2 separate regions of the Mus musculus genome follow, and region 2 is linked to region 1. The links are chromatin contacts, called in public promoter capture Hi-C maps. All regions are on one chromosome and are shown on one strand. Each heading gives the region's core, a stretch centred on a gene start, on an enhancer-like site or on the middle of the called end of the contact. The rest is flanking DNA. Distances are from core to core; before and after follow the strand shown.

Evidence for each region. Promoter capture Hi-C pulls out the DNA fragments that hold promoters and counts their contacts.
Region 2: a contact with region 1 is called in a promoter capture Hi-C map of the C10 cell line. The contact joins two enhancer-like sites. A contact is called at or near these places in 5 of 39 promoter capture datasets (the C10 cell line, the HPC-7 cell line, cranial neural crest and 2 more), 1 of 15 datasets of contacts at CTCF or cohesin (the NIH/3T3 cell line), 1 of 484 Hi-C or Micro-C datasets (bone marrow-derived macrophages), 3 of 115 datasets of contacts at active chromatin or transcription factors (cardiomyocytes, embryonic basal ganglia and large pre-B cells) and 1 of 9 other capture datasets (pancreatic islet).

The regions. Positions count from the first base shown.
Region 1 is chr8:124,109,463-124,116,825 of GRCm38.p6, forward strand. No RefSeq gene overlaps it. Among named protein-coding and RNA genes, the nearest start is that of Gm30005, 25 kb to the left of the region's middle. Within about 2 kb of position 3,814, at least 11 of the 459 cell types and tissues checked have an H3K27ac peak or open chromatin away from gene starts, as enhancers often do.
Region 2 is chr8:124,307,015-124,314,377 of GRCm38.p6, forward strand. All of the region lies in intron 3 of Galnt2 (polypeptide N-acetylgalactosaminyltransferase 2), which reads left to right. Among named protein-coding and RNA genes, the nearest start is that of Galnt2, 79 kb to the left of the region's middle. Within about 2 kb of position 2,702, at least 6 of the 459 cell types and tissues checked have an H3K27ac peak or open chromatin away from gene starts, as enhancers often do.

The DNA of each region.
Region 1 (7,363 bases), core at 2,564-5,063:
CCTGATATGTTGCCCAATTGCTGGCCTTGAACACACTCTGTAGCTCAGGCTGGCCCTGTTCTTTCCGTCCTCCTGCCTCTGTCTCCTAAGTCACTGGGATTACAGGCCTGTACCACCAGGCTTGGCTTGTATATAACTTTATAGTTTGCTAGCAACTTTTTTTGCGGAACAGCTTTGTGGAGATGCAATTCGCCTCACATGGCTTCACTTCTTTACAGAGAACACCCTGGGGGTTTCGTGTGGATCCCCAAAGTTCCTGTATCTATCCTTACCATGCAACTTTAGAACTTTATTTTTTACCTCACCAAAAAGAAAGTCTGCCTATTAGCAGCCATTTCTATTATCCCACCCCACATCCCCTTCCCAGAATCCCCAACCTGCTTCCTGTCACCACTGGAGACATTACATATTAATGAAAGCACATGGGACGTGCGGGCTGGCTTCTTTATCACTTGATGTGACATCCACCCATGTCATAGTGTGAGTGGTGCCTCCTTCCTTTGTTCGGGTCAGTAATATTCATCGGTCGCTTTACTTTGATTTATCAATCCATCCATTACTGGAACATCTGGTCTCTTTAGTGGGATTACATTTTGAATCTGAAATGGCCCCCAAATTCATGCTCTGAACTGTGGGTTCCTGGCTTATGGTGATGCCTTTGAAGATGATACCAGTCCCTGGGCTGACCCAATTTCTTATCTGTCTCTACAGGAGCAGTTACCGTCTCCTGTTCCCACCACTTCAGATGGAGCTCTCTGCCCACTCTCCCCACCTTGCTGGTCTGAAATCTCTCTAAACATGAGCCAAAAACAGTATTTTTTTTTCTCTTATGTTATTTCTGCCAGATACTTTGGTCACAGCAATGCAAAAATAATACAGTCGGCCTTCCCCGGAGATGAGAGAGAAGGCTGACTGTGGAGAGAAGACGGGACGGGACAGTGTGCTGTCTGGGATGGAGGGATGTGGGAACCTCGTTTGGCTCTTTCCTTAGGCCGAGAGCAGGGCTTGCAGCCCCCCAGCTCTGCATCTGTGTCTCAGGAGGAAAATGGAAGCAAGTTTGCTCCCTCTCCAGCAGCATCAGCCCCTCCCACTTGCACGCTACCCAGACACATCTGTCCATCTGTCCGTGCACCCTGCAGGTCCCACTCAACCCGCTGGCTCTCCGTGCACGCAGCTCACAGTCAACTCTGTTGTTTAAATATTCAATATGAACACGTATTCAAAGGAAGTCTTCAATATCAAAGACATAGATAAGTGAAAATAAATAAGAAAAAGGAGTCCGGAGGAAGCAGATAATGCAGGCACGAGAAAACGGAAAACAAAACATCCTAATAATAGCTTCCAGGAATGTGAGAGACTGCTTAGCAACTAAAGTTGTCACACAAGATGTAGAATGTGGACTTAGATCTTCATCAGCAGGAAGGGGTCCTACAGGGAATGTCCCACAGAAATATGTGGTGGAGAGAGAGATTAGAGATATTCTGATGAGATTACGAAAGATGGGAGAAGGTCGGAGCACCGAGGGAATTGGAGGGCGAGGGACTGGAGAGGGTGCAGAGAAGTAGGAGAAGAAATCAGCATAGCCCACTGTGTCCAAGAAACTTCCCAGATTTGAAGAGTGCAAATGCTGGGGTGGAGAGCAGGCAGGATATGCCAGGTATGGTAGGGTACACATTTAATTAAAAAAATATCCAGTACTCCGGAGGCAGAGGCAGAGGCAGGTAGATCTCTGTGAGTTCAAGGCCAGCCTGGTCTACAGGGTGAGTTCTGGGACAGCCAGAGCTGTTATACAGAGAAATTCTGTTTTGAAAAGCCAAAACCAAATATATATATATATATATATATATATATATATAGAGAGAGAGAGAGAGAGAGAGAGAGAGTACAGGCAAGCAAGCAGGCTGGCCAAAATAAGGAATTAAAAATACAAGTCACATGTCTATTTCAGATCCCTAGGAGTTGAGAGATAACTTCTAAAGTGTGTGTGTGTGTGTGATATAATAAAATTTAAAACAGAACAGCACTGGAATTCTTAAAAGACCAAAAGATAGAAGATAATGACACAATACCTCCAATATTCAGAGGGACCATGACTTTCATCCAGATTTCTACCCTCAGGCAAACTGTTAATCAAGAGGAAGGACAGGAGAAAGACATTTTAGAAAATCAGAGACTCAGATTTTTTTTTTCTTTAACCTCCTCTGAGTGTACCATCAACAAACTTGCCTCAGTAAAGGACACAGGCAGGAGGAGAAGGAAGATGAGGAGGAGGGGGGAAGAGAAAGAGGGGGAGGGGGAGGAGGGAAAGAAGAAGGGGGGGACTAAGGACTGTACACTGTACATTTGCAACAAGTGATTGGGTTTAAGGGGAGACTAGTAGTGGGATAAAGTTGTAGCCTGGCTCGGGGTTGAGGACAGGAAGGAAGAGTCGGTAAAAATAAAAAGAAGGTTGGACATGGTGGTTCATGCCGATACTAGTGCATGGGAGGCAGAGGAAAGTGGGCTTTTATTAGTTTGAGGCTAGCCTGGCCTATATAAGTGAGACCCATCCCCTCCTCACCCCCCCCCCACACACATACACACACTTTCTCTCTCACACACAGACTCTCTCTCTCTCTCTCTCTCACACACACACAAACACAAAAAGGAAAAGAGGAAGGAAGGACAGAGGTGCCGTGTTTGAACACATAATAACGCTATTGATTTGAGTCGCTTGGGGAGACAAGAGACAAACATTAGGATACAGGAAACCTTAAAAGCAAATAAGCAAAGCAATTTGCAATTATTACCTTGGGGATGAAGGAGCAGTGTGTTGATGGAAGATGAGTCATAGCAGACTTGCGCTCAGGGCCAGTCATGCTCCATGTTACATTCGTGAGAGGGTGGAAACCTGCGGTACTCAGCCAGAGGGAGGTGAGGGATGGAGGTTAACAAGGATGTTTGGTGCCCACGTAGGACACAGAGGAGAGTATCTAAATGGGGCAAGAATAAGATTGCAAATGCGACAGAAGCAAAAGGCACCATCGAGGTTTTTGTCCCCCTGTTCTTCTAAAATGTTACTCGGTGTTGAACTTTCTTGTCCCTGGTGGAAACATGAGATGACTCATATGCTGCCCCCCACTCAACAATAAAAAAAAATGAAACAAATCTTTAAAAGTAAGCAAATATAATAAAAATAATAAGCCCATTCCCATGCCTCATAACCTTACTTTGGGCCCAGCTCATCCCGCCATCTTGCTTTGCAAGTTTGTACTTAGTCTGCTGATGAATCATAACTCCTTTGTTGTAGGAGGGCTTTGCTATCTGGCACCTCAACAGAAACAAACCTTTTAAAAGATGGCCAGGGTGAACTTTGTTTCCAGGAGCTTGAGAAATTAACGATATGAAAGAAGAGGACTCGCAGGAGAGGAGAGAGGGAAGCGAGGGTGGGGTGAGTGGGATCCAACTACTTAGCACCAACTATGAAAATACAATCATATGTTAGTGATACATACCAACTAAAAGTTTAAATCTAATCAACTACTTCTCTGCTACCCCCTTTGTGTGAGGGACATAGACAGCCTGACACCCCCCCCCCCACACACACACACGTAAAACCAAATGTAGGAAACTATCCAAGTAAAAGAACTCCGTTCGAGGTTTTGGAAATTGTGGTTGACGAACACAGGTTCGACAAGCTCCACTGGGATGCCGAGGAAGCAGGAGACAGAGCACGTATTGAGCAGTCAGAAGGAAGCGGCCTCTGGAGAGAGGAGTTAGAGAGGAGGATGTTTGAACAGAAAGGGCAAGTTCTTAAAACCAGTCTGACAACCTTTGATCCAACCTGGAGCCTCTGAGTAAGATTAGAAACGTCCACTCTCGGGGCCTTCCTGATGCCTGTGGTCAGGGGTGAACGCAGCCAAAGCTTACAACCAGCTGGAAACGTGCCAGAGTCCCATCCTTGGTGGTTCTAACTCCATGTTGAAAGTTCCCAACATGGCTACCTCAGTGATTTCCGTTTTCACAGTCCTTGGCCTGTGAAACACAAAGGAGGCAGGCAAAAGGAGCAATTGGCCCTGCTTTCTGGGTCCCTAGGAGGAGGCTTGCTCTTCCTGGGGAGGGATGTCCCTGTCTCATGGATCCCACTCAGCCATGAGCATGCTAGCTTTCTTATGAAGGCTAAGCCTGGCATTGAACTATGGTCAAAGATTTGATGGTGTCGGTGTGTGGAAGATAGGTGATCCTGGACTGGGCCTTCTTTGGAGTGATTAAGGTATGACCTGGGGCAGGGCATCTGTCTCTTCCCTCCCTGCCTGGTTTCCTTGTGTATAGACAGAACGTTCAGTATCAATCTGGTGATCTTAGCACAAGACCTGCCTGTGGGAAGAGCTCAAACCCACTCCTGCCATTGTGTGATTTATACTCTGCGCTTATCTTAGGTTTCTAAAGCTGTGATGAGGGTTTATTCCATCTCGCAGTCGCAGTTCACCCTAAAGGGAAGTCAGGGCAGGAGCTCAAGGCAGGAGTTGAAGCAGAGGATGAGTTGCTTGACTTGCTCCTCATAGTTCGCTCAGCCTGCTTTTCTTATCCAACTGCAGGTCACCTGCTCAGGTTTGGCACCCCCCCCCCCCCCCCCCCGTTGAGCTGGGCCCTCCCACACCAACCATTAATCAAGAAAATGTGCTACAGAAGTCCCTACAAGCAATCTAGGGGAGACGTTTTCTCCAGTTTCTCCAGCTGGTCAGTTTAGCTGGACCCCAACATGGCTCTGCATTTTCTCTCCATGGTTTTCCATCCTCAGCTTCCAGGACTCTGGGTGTAAATATGAGCTTGCCCCACTGTGCTCAGTTGAGCCTCCCCTGCTCTCTGTCCCAGGAAGACCCATTGCACTATCAAAGTGGCCCTAATGGATCCCTCCACATCCCACTAACATGTGTCCCTGGACTCTTCCCTTAATGCTGGGCTTCTTAGTGATAGCAGCCAGCATCGTGGTGGCAACAAGGTGAACCGTCACCCGTAAACCACTTGGCTGCTGTCTAACTTTTCCCATTCCACTTCAGTTGGCATGGACCTCATTGTCATGGGCTCAAGGGCTCAGTCCCACAGACTGTCCATTTCGGACGCCAACTCCCAGTCCTCCACACTGCTGGCCCGCTGTATGCAAATCTTGCAGCAGGATTGGAGAGATGGCTCGGTGGGCAAAATGCCTGCTGAAGGAGCATGAAGACCTGACTCTGGACAACCAGAACCATTTTAAAAGCTGGGCAAGGCAGCATGTGTCTGTAACCTCATCACTAAGGCTTGGGGTGGAGACAAGAAGACCCCAAGGATGGGGTCTAGCCAAAATGGTTGACCCCTGGATTCAGCAGGGAATCCCTGTCTCAAAAAACCCAACCAACCAACCAACCAAACAAACAAACAAAAACAAAAAAAAAAAAACCAAGCAAACAAAAATTTGAAATTAGATAAAGAAGCAATTGAAGGAAAAAATGCAACAACACACAGACACACCACACTCACACACACACACACACACACACACACACACACACACACACACACACACACCAATACAGGTATGGACATAGAAACATACAATTAAAACACTACTTTAAAAAAAAAACCGCCAACTGTCTCTCTATTTCCTACTACAGCAGCTCACAGAACTTAAAGAGCATTTGCCTCAGGCCTGGTTTAATGTGGGTCCTGAGTCCAGGACCTTTCCCTAGAGCCTGTCACATGACAGGATCCTCCACCCAGTAAGCAATCAGCCATCTCCCCCAAGTTTCTATAAAGCTCAACCCCCTCCAATCTCACTACATTTTGGGGGGCTTCAGCCCTGCTCAGCTACATCCTGGCGGACTCAAGGGGCCAATGTAAGTCGCCACACTGACAGGGACTCAAGGGGACTTGAGAGAACCTCATCACAGGGAAACTGCAAGCTTCTAAAAGGCTCCGTGCCAGGGACTGGGGACAAAGATCAGATGGACAACCCCCTCACAGCACCACACCCAGAGAGCTCTGCCTCTCCCCGTGCTCCTTTTCCTCCTCCACTTTGTGTCTTTTGCTTCTATTGTTCCAGGTCCCCACAGCTGGTTACACCAAAGATCCAGGACACAAGTTCTTCTGTCTTCTGGGGCCCAACAGGCTTATCTCAGCCCCATCTGACTGCCAACCAGCCCCAGACAGAAACACAAGCACAGGACACGGTATCCCGTTGGCTTGTGCTCACTGGGATTGAGGTAGGGGAACATTGGTCTTCTACCTCAGAGGTCTGGGTTCTCCGAGGTTTACTCTGGTGGAAGAGGCTACTGGGTGGAGATTCCTGGTACTCAGCCAGATGCTCATGGCTCTTCCCAGACGGAACAGACTAGAAGCCAGGGAGTCAAAGACAAGCAGCTTCACAGGCCAACACTTCCTCAGACCATCATGGGGTTAGCTTTCCTGGAGACCCAATGTAGGGCCTTTGCTGTTGTCAACCAAAAAACTTGTGTGAACAGCAGACTACTGCAGTAGGAGCATGCATGTGATAGGGAGAGAGGCTGAGTGAAAGGGGAGGTTTTAATGGTGAAATGAAGTGGCTTCTATAGGTATTTGAACAGTGATCCTTGGCGTTAGGGATTCAGAACAAAGGTGGTATTGGTTTTAGGCTGGGCAGAAGCTACTATTACCTGTGTGAGGCCTTCTGTGGGCTATGCTGTCTCAGTGGTCTCCATGGGGCTCTCGCCAATGCCCAGTGCCCCCAGCCTAGCCCAAACTTTTCCCTCATCAAGAAGCACAAGTGGGAACCTTACAATGGCAGTGGATTTTATACCCCAGGGCCTCTCTTACTGGCAGCTCTTTGAGACTGGACTCTCTCAGATGACCTATAAGACCTTCAGCAGAAGCCTTACCTCGACTTCAGCCTGTGGTTGGCCTTATAACCTTCTTGCTTTCCTGCTTGTGAAGGTTTGGCTCCCATTTTGTCCCAGCTAACAAGTGAAGTAGAGCCACCTTTGGGTTGTAACCCTGAGATGGCCTCGTTGTCATAGTTGCCAGTTCCTGGGCTCAGTAGAGTGTTCTTTCTGTAACTCAGCAGAGAGGTCAGTGTATCAGTGCGGCTTTGGCCTGTGCTGCTGGCTTGGGTCCTGTGTTCTCAGTGCTGGCATGGTGAGGGAAATTGCCACTGCTCTTGGCCCCATATGAGTCCTGAGAAACTTCATTGATGGCATCGTATCTCTGCTGAGCTTCCCTGAGAAGTGTCATTGATGGCATCTTGTCTCTGATGAGCTTCCCTCAGCTATCAGGGAAACCGGGAAATAGATCAAATGAGAGACTGGGCACAGATATGTTTTTTTCAGCTGCAAATCAGGACATACCTGTCAGGGTTAGTGTGGTGGGGAGT
Region 2 (7,363 bases), core at 1,452-3,951, 200 kb after region 1:
AATTAAATCCTGACAGGCATTGGCCACTTGTGTTGGCCCCGGGAATCCATCACAGGGCATCAGCGGAAAGTATCAGGCTTTCTCTTCAGCTCCCTGAGGTTTCTATAGCAGGAACACCATGAGCCTTTCGTGTGAGAGCCTGGCTTTAACTCTGAAGACCTCACACAACAGAACTCAGCCTCCCATGTCTGTGGAGCTGGAAGCAGACCAATGAGAGCAGATTCAGGATGAGACACCCAGACCCTATCCGACTGGCACTTCCGTCTGTGACTTCTGTCCCCTGCAGGATGGCAGGATGGCGATTGTTCTGTGCTCTTTTGGCTCACAGGACCCCACCCCAGAGTCTTCATTCCCTCTGACCAGCAGCCAGTGGGAGCATGGGTGTTTATGGATGAATTGACATGGTGAAGTCCCGAGCCTCCAGTGTGTTGTTGTTTGGAGATAGCTTCTTTCTTAGGCATGGTTAAGGTTAAATAAAGTTGTGAGAATGGCCCCTAATCCACTGGAATCTCAGTAAGAGAATGAAGGGGAGGAATCGGGTAGGGGAAGAGGGGGAGATGGAAGACATTAAGAGTGAGATCTTCCCCTTGACCGTGTGAGGATATGGTGGGAAGATGGCCATCTGTCATCCCAGAAAGAGTCTATACCAAGCACCAACCCTCTGTCATTGGAAGGTCCACATGAGGTAAACAAACGCAGACAGAAGAGAAGGCGACCTCCGCAGGCAGCCATGGGCAGAGGTGGCCCAGCAGGTCCCGTGTGACTCAGAGGTCACGGTGTCTGTGGGTCTGTGAGCCTTCCTGGCATCTCTCAGCAATGGATAGGATATGAGCCAGGCAGGTCTCTTAGATTCTGAGGCCACTTATGAGTGCTACTGTGTGGACAGTGTGCAGCTGCTTCCAAGCAGAGCTGGAGGTTGGCCGATGTCTCCTCTCTGCCAGGAGCTCAAGGTAATTTAAGATTTCTTCTGCTGGGACACCAGCAAGCCCTCATGGAAACACACCGTCAGGGGTTTCTTCCTGCCGGCCAACCACCACCACTGTGTTTGTTCCACTAAATCCCACGGGACTGAGATCCCGTCAGCCTTCCGGCACCAAGTCGGGCTCAGGGTTCCTCTGTTTCGCTTTAGCTTGAATTTCAAACATTGGGACTTTGAAATATGCTTGCATCTCAAACTAAAAGGTGGTTCAGAGATTATGGTGTCCTGCTCAGTTCCCCTCCCCACCTTCCCATCCCCTGAGGAGGAGCATCTAAGGAGGGTCTGTTCAGCAGGCTTCCAAACTAGAGTATCTCATCTTTGCTCAGTTTGCACAGCATGGTTGCTCTGCTCTGGTGCGCCGAGAGATCTGACGTAAACCCTTCAGAAGGTCTGGCTGTAAACAGAGCTCACACTTGGGGACAGTACGCTCCTGAGGGTGTCACTAGCTTCAAGCAGGATGTCATATGTTGGTTGGATGTTGGCATGCTGTGTGTGCTTGCTGTCCCTGGGTCATCAGCACTGGCCATGTTCTGTTAGGGCCGGGCTGGGACTGGAACTGTGTGCTGGTCATCGCCCCAACTCTACCGCTGTTACTCTGTCAAGTAAACACTGCTAATGCCAAGAGTGGGGAAGCTGTCACAGGAGCCCGCCCGCCAGCACAGGCGGAGGCCCGTGAGACCTAGGACTTTCCAGTGTGAGGCTTAAGACCTGGGCGAGGGCAGTGCAGTCCTAGAGTGGCTGAGGAACCAGAGGACCCTTGGTCTTCAGCGTCTTATATGTGTATACTGCTGGCCTGACATACTTCGTTGGCAGGTGTCATCTCTCTGGTGGGGATGTCACATGAGGTCTCCGTCCTGGCTTTGCTTCCTGCACACATTCTCGGACCTTCTACGCAACATGTATGAAGGCGCCTCTGGTTCACTCTGGTGCCTCTGTCGGCTCTAACAAGCCTTGTCTTGTAGGAGGACATTCAGTCCTTGTGTTTGATGTGAACTCTGGAGTTTAAGGCCAGTATCTCAAGGTGTGCCGAGTCCTGCTTGCTATACTTTCTCCTCCTGTTCTGTCTCTGGGTGTTTCTCTTACCAGTTAAAATATCAGCTACGATAAACTAGCAGAGTTCAAGCTGAGAGAATGTTACATTTTGAACAGCACACCTCACCACCCTATCTTTCTTTATAAACACACACGCGCGCGCACACACACACACACAGTGTAATTTCAGCAAATACCCTTCATATCCAAGCCTTTCTTCCCATTCTCATTCCTTGTTCCTCCCCATCCAGCCTTGGCCACTTGTCCCTCAGTGTCCCTGAAGTAATCGTTCACAGTGGCTCCTCTTGGCACCAGCTCAGAGCACTAGATCCTATTGGTGTGTTTCACTTGTTTCTGAGACACTCCCCCAGCCCCAGCTGAGAGTGCAAACCTCTTGGTTGGCCGTTGCTTCTGCATCTTTCTTTGCTCTCAGTCACTGTGTTTCCCACCGTTCCTGGTGAAGATAGCTATGACTTGTTCTTTATGGAGCAGTTTGTCTTTGCTTATAGTTGTACTTTAAGATACTTCTCTATGCTTTTTAGTAATTTGTAAGAATGTGTGGACATTGCCTTCTGAGACTTGAGCCTGTTTGGGGTTTGAAGGGTCTGAGTGCCGGTAACTTCCTCTGCCACCCTTGTGAGCTCCTCCTCTGTCCCCAAGGCCCTTGTCACATTCTTGTTGGGTATTCCCACTGGCCTTCTGCCCTCTTTCGTTCTTATTGTTTATTCCTCTGTCTCCATGCACCCTGCTTCCTGCATGTATTAAGTCTGCCTGAAATCCTTCTGTAGACAGAGAACATGTAGAATTGCCTTGTTCTGGTAGTGAATAGGGACAGAGATACTCAAAGGCTATCCCTGGTGTTTCCATCCCCCAAGGAAGATAGGCTTTGCAGATAACGTAGGCAGATCACTCTTGTGCCATGCAGAACTGAACCACGGGTTGGGTTTCTGTTGGGTGGGAGCAGTCTGAAGTGTCCAGGCCTTTCTTCTTCTAGGAAGCAGCTCCTAGGATTGCCACCCTAATCTCAGTCCCATTGTCATCAGCAAGTCCTGACTTGGGTCCTGGCCTCCTCTCCACAAGGCCATTGCTCTGTTGGATGTATTCTGCCTGGCAGGTAAGGGGAGGGCAGCAGAGGGCTGGCCCCTCTCTCTCGGGGCATCTGGCTGCCTGCAGTCTCTCCAGCACTTCCAAGGCAGTTTCCGCATCTCATCCCTGCCTCTCTGCTTTCCATGAGTAGTTTTGTCCAGAGCAAAGAACTTTATTGTCTCTGAATGCAGAGGAACACCTGAGTGTTTCATTTAGTTCTAATTTAGCTGGGAATTCACAGCTCCTGCATCTCACCCTGAGCAGAAGTGTCATGAACATGGGGACGGACGGCGTGGACGTGGGGACGGACACCATGACTCTGTTAGTAGTTCTGTCACTTGTTACTCTCAGACCACGGTGAAAATGATCTCTGACCCCGGGCTTTTATCTGCAGAGCAGTCACAGTATAACCGTGACTGTCCCTCGGCTGTCAGTAAGCTCCGACATCTGTGGAAATACGGAAAGGCTTGTGAACCCCTGGCTTCTGTGCCGGTGTTGGTCATTGCTGTCCTGTGACCAGTGGCTTGTGGGAATCAGGTTGAGCAGACCAGGCTGTGCTCTGGGAAGCTTTGTTCTTGACTCGTGTGGCACGCCACGCCGACCTCGAGGACTGACCCTGGGTATGCTGTGTTGCTTCATTGCTGTGTGGCTCTTTCTGTAGCAGATCAGCAGAAAACCAGGTTAAGGAAATACCTTTGAAACCATGACCTGCCTACTACTGAGGGAATCAGAGCAGGGAAACCAGACTCAGCAGGCTGGCCGGGTAAATCAGGTCAACCCAGGCTGGCCCCCGTCGGCTGCCCATTTGAAAGCCTTACGCGTTTGTTTGCAATGCTGGAATTGAACCCAGGGGCTCATACATGCTGGGCAAGTGTCCCCCACTAGGGTACATCTCCAGACCTTTTTCCTTTTTATTTTGAGACAGGGCCTCACCAACTTACCTTGGCTGATTTTTGAACTCACTCTATAGCCCAGGCAGGCCTTAAACTTGGGATCCTTCTGCCTCTGCCCTTTGCCCTCTGCCCTCTGCCCTCTGCCCTTTGCCCTCTGCCCTCTGCCCAGCTCGGCTTACAAATACATAGTGGCAGGCCCAGTTCTTTTGTCTTTGAAATGGAAAAGCTTCGTGTAGTGTATGAAGGTGGCAGAATGGCACGATACCTTTCTGGGTCAGTTGGCCTACACTCTACGCTTGGTCACGTGATACGGTGTCTCTTGCTGATCAGCAGTCAAGGACATTGATTAATGAATGATCCTGTCTGTTGCTTGTTGCAAACCATGTGCCCTAGAGATACTGGACTTTAGTGATAGACCCCATGGTTGCCCAGAACCCTCACTTCAGTCTAAAAATTTTAAAGTTCAGACTTCTACAATAATAGCCATTTACCTTAATGATACCCTACCAATCAACCACAGGAGGCTGGTGTGGCCAGAATGTATGTGCATACACATGTTACTGTGTGCATGAATGTGTGCGTGCCTATGCGCTTGTATAGCGAAGTGAGTTCAGAGGCACGTTGTGAGGACATTAGCTTGCCCTCTTTGTGTAGGCCCATTTGTGCCATGGTCACAGAAGGCCAGTGCTTGCCAGGGTATCAATGTGTCTCTCTGTTCCAGAGATCGCAGGGCAGGGCCTGCGGGTTTGCTGTCTGGAGAGGAGCTGGTCTCCGCTCCCAGGATTGCCCCTTGGCTGCTGTGTGCTCCGGGAGAGGGAAGCAGAAGGTGGAGGGGTCGAACTTCCCGTGGAATGATGTATGCCAAGAGCCATGGTGCCTGGGCTTGCCCCGTGCGCCTGCTCGTTCCTCTCGGGGCTGGTGCGTCTGGCACCAGTGGCAGAGAGAACACGGCACGTGTCTGACAGGACACTGCAGACACACGGGCATGCAGGCTTTCTTCCAGCATGTCAGGCCCCTCTCATGCGTTAAAATTTGCTACCAAACGTGAAGAGAGTTGTCCACCCGTGGCCTTTTCTCTCTGTTATGATGTAGCTGTGGGGGACTGGGTCCTTACTAGGTGCTGAGAAGGGGATGGTCCATGACAGAGGATCTCCCTGGTCTGTGCAGAGCAGCCAGCATCACCTCTAAGGGGGCCGCAGCCACTAGGAAAGCTGTGGTTTGGGGGTTACCTTGAGGTCTGCCTTGCCATCTCCCTGCTCATGGCTGTTCCTGTGACTGGGGTGCTGGCTCTCTGGCCACTAGCAGAGTCCCTAGGCCGCCCAGGACTCCAGTTTCCTCTGTTGTGGCGCCGGAGGCTGGCACACACGGGTATCCTCGGGCAGAAGCTCTGTGTCCTCACCTGAGGGCTTACTTCCTGCATCATGCTTGGCCTTAGTGGCGCCAAGCCACAGGAGTCAGGGTAACATAATGGCAATGACAATATTGGGGACAAGCGTGCTGGCAGCCACCACTGCTGCTGGACGTCTCTCAGGCAGATACGAGCTGGATCTGCCACATCTTGTATGGAACAGCCTTGAGTTGCAAACCCCCCTTGTCCTCCTTTCTTTAAACGCTCCTAGTTTCTTAGACTGCTTTTTCAATTATTATTTTGAGGGTGTATTTTTTAAGTAGGTATATCTATTGTATTTTATAAAAAGCAAAAAGGAAACCACACCAGAAAGCTAAGAAGCACTCACAGCCTCCGAAGGTCTCTGAAGGCCGTCCCTCCTGACTTGTCCTTGTCCTACTGCTGCTCAATGCCAGGGAAGCCCAGCGCCCATCTGCCTCTGAGCCTCACACGGGAAGCAATTCCTGGGGTCCTTTTGTGGCCATAGCTTCCACTCCGTGTGGCTTTGTGCCCCCCAGTTTATGCTCATGCACGCATCTCTCTCAGGGTAGACGAGGACTTTCTTTTCTTTTGTCCGTACTGACCACGTTGGGTGAATGTCTTTAGTCATATCTTTTGCTGACTGATTTGAAAGAAGATATAACTTGAAAGAGCACTGTGTTGCTTGGTTCTGACAAGGTCCCAACGTTTATTCTGTGTAGGGCCTACACTCTAGGCTGATGGAGACTGCCGCTTAGTTTGGAGTTCGGTTTCTAAGTCAGACTTTGTGGGGCCAGCGCCCTGGCCTTCTTCCTCCTCCAGTTTGATGGCTTTGGTAAATGACTGGAATGATCGGAAGGTGAAGGCCTGCATCTCTTCTGCGCTTCCGACTCTTTCATAGGACTTGTTTCTTACACTTCATCTGTGAACACACACCTCTCCCATGGCCATTTTAATCATGCTAATCCTTTGATGGCCTCTAAGAAATTACATGTGGTGTGATGTTGGCATGTGTCGACCTTTCCCATTACCTGAAGATGTCTGGAGAGTTTGTCTTCCCAGAAGACAGTGCTGTGTGTGCATTCCTACGCTGAGGTCTCCAGCCATCATGAAACCTCTGTCTGTCACCACGTTGAGGAGTGGGTCTTCCTCCCTCCCATCTCTCATCCTTGTGAGCAGAGCTCCTATTTGTCTCAGATTCGCCCACAGTGGAAGGGGAAGCCCCGCTCACCCACTGAGTTCTGTACAGACTACTTTGTGTGTCCCATGCAGAACTGTCCTCGGATCCTCACATGGCCCTTGTCACCTTAAAATCACAGTTACTGTGTTTACCCTCACAAGATCAGGCTTTTAATATTCTCTGGGGGGAGCTTGCCAAGATACACGAGCAGCTTAGACTTGAAGAGGGCAGAGACCTCTTCAGTTGTATCACTTCCAGGAACCTTCCTGTCGCCTACCTCCAAACTCTCTGGCTCTCTGCTGGTCTTCCATCGACACCGTACCTGGGGTGAATACATGTCTGCTCACTTCATTCTGGAAAGTTCTGTAACACCAGTGCATTGGGGTCCGCCAGCCCCCTAGGCTCCTCCCACATACCCACACCGTGAGCGCCAGAGCTCAGGCTGCAGTGTGCCTGAGCCTCTGGCGTTCTTGTCTTATGAAGTGTAGTGTTATTGTCTCAGCTATTTTTAAGCCTACTTTAAAATAACCAAAATATTGCTGTTTCCCACTTGTCTGAAGTTCTGCTCTAACTTTCCTTTTTTAACCTTGTACGTGTTTAGGCGACAGCTTCACAATTGTATGATTTTTTTTTTTCTTCCTGTCAGTTTAAACGTAAGCCATTGGTTTTCTGCCCCCGGCCCGTATCGTTCAGAAGCCAGATGTTACAACTGCATGTTATTTTCTTGCCCGGTACCTGTGGCCTTGTCATCACTGTCACTGACTCTCTGTAGCTAGGGATTTTGCTGCAGATGTTTCTAAGGCCATCACACACATTTCTTCCCACTT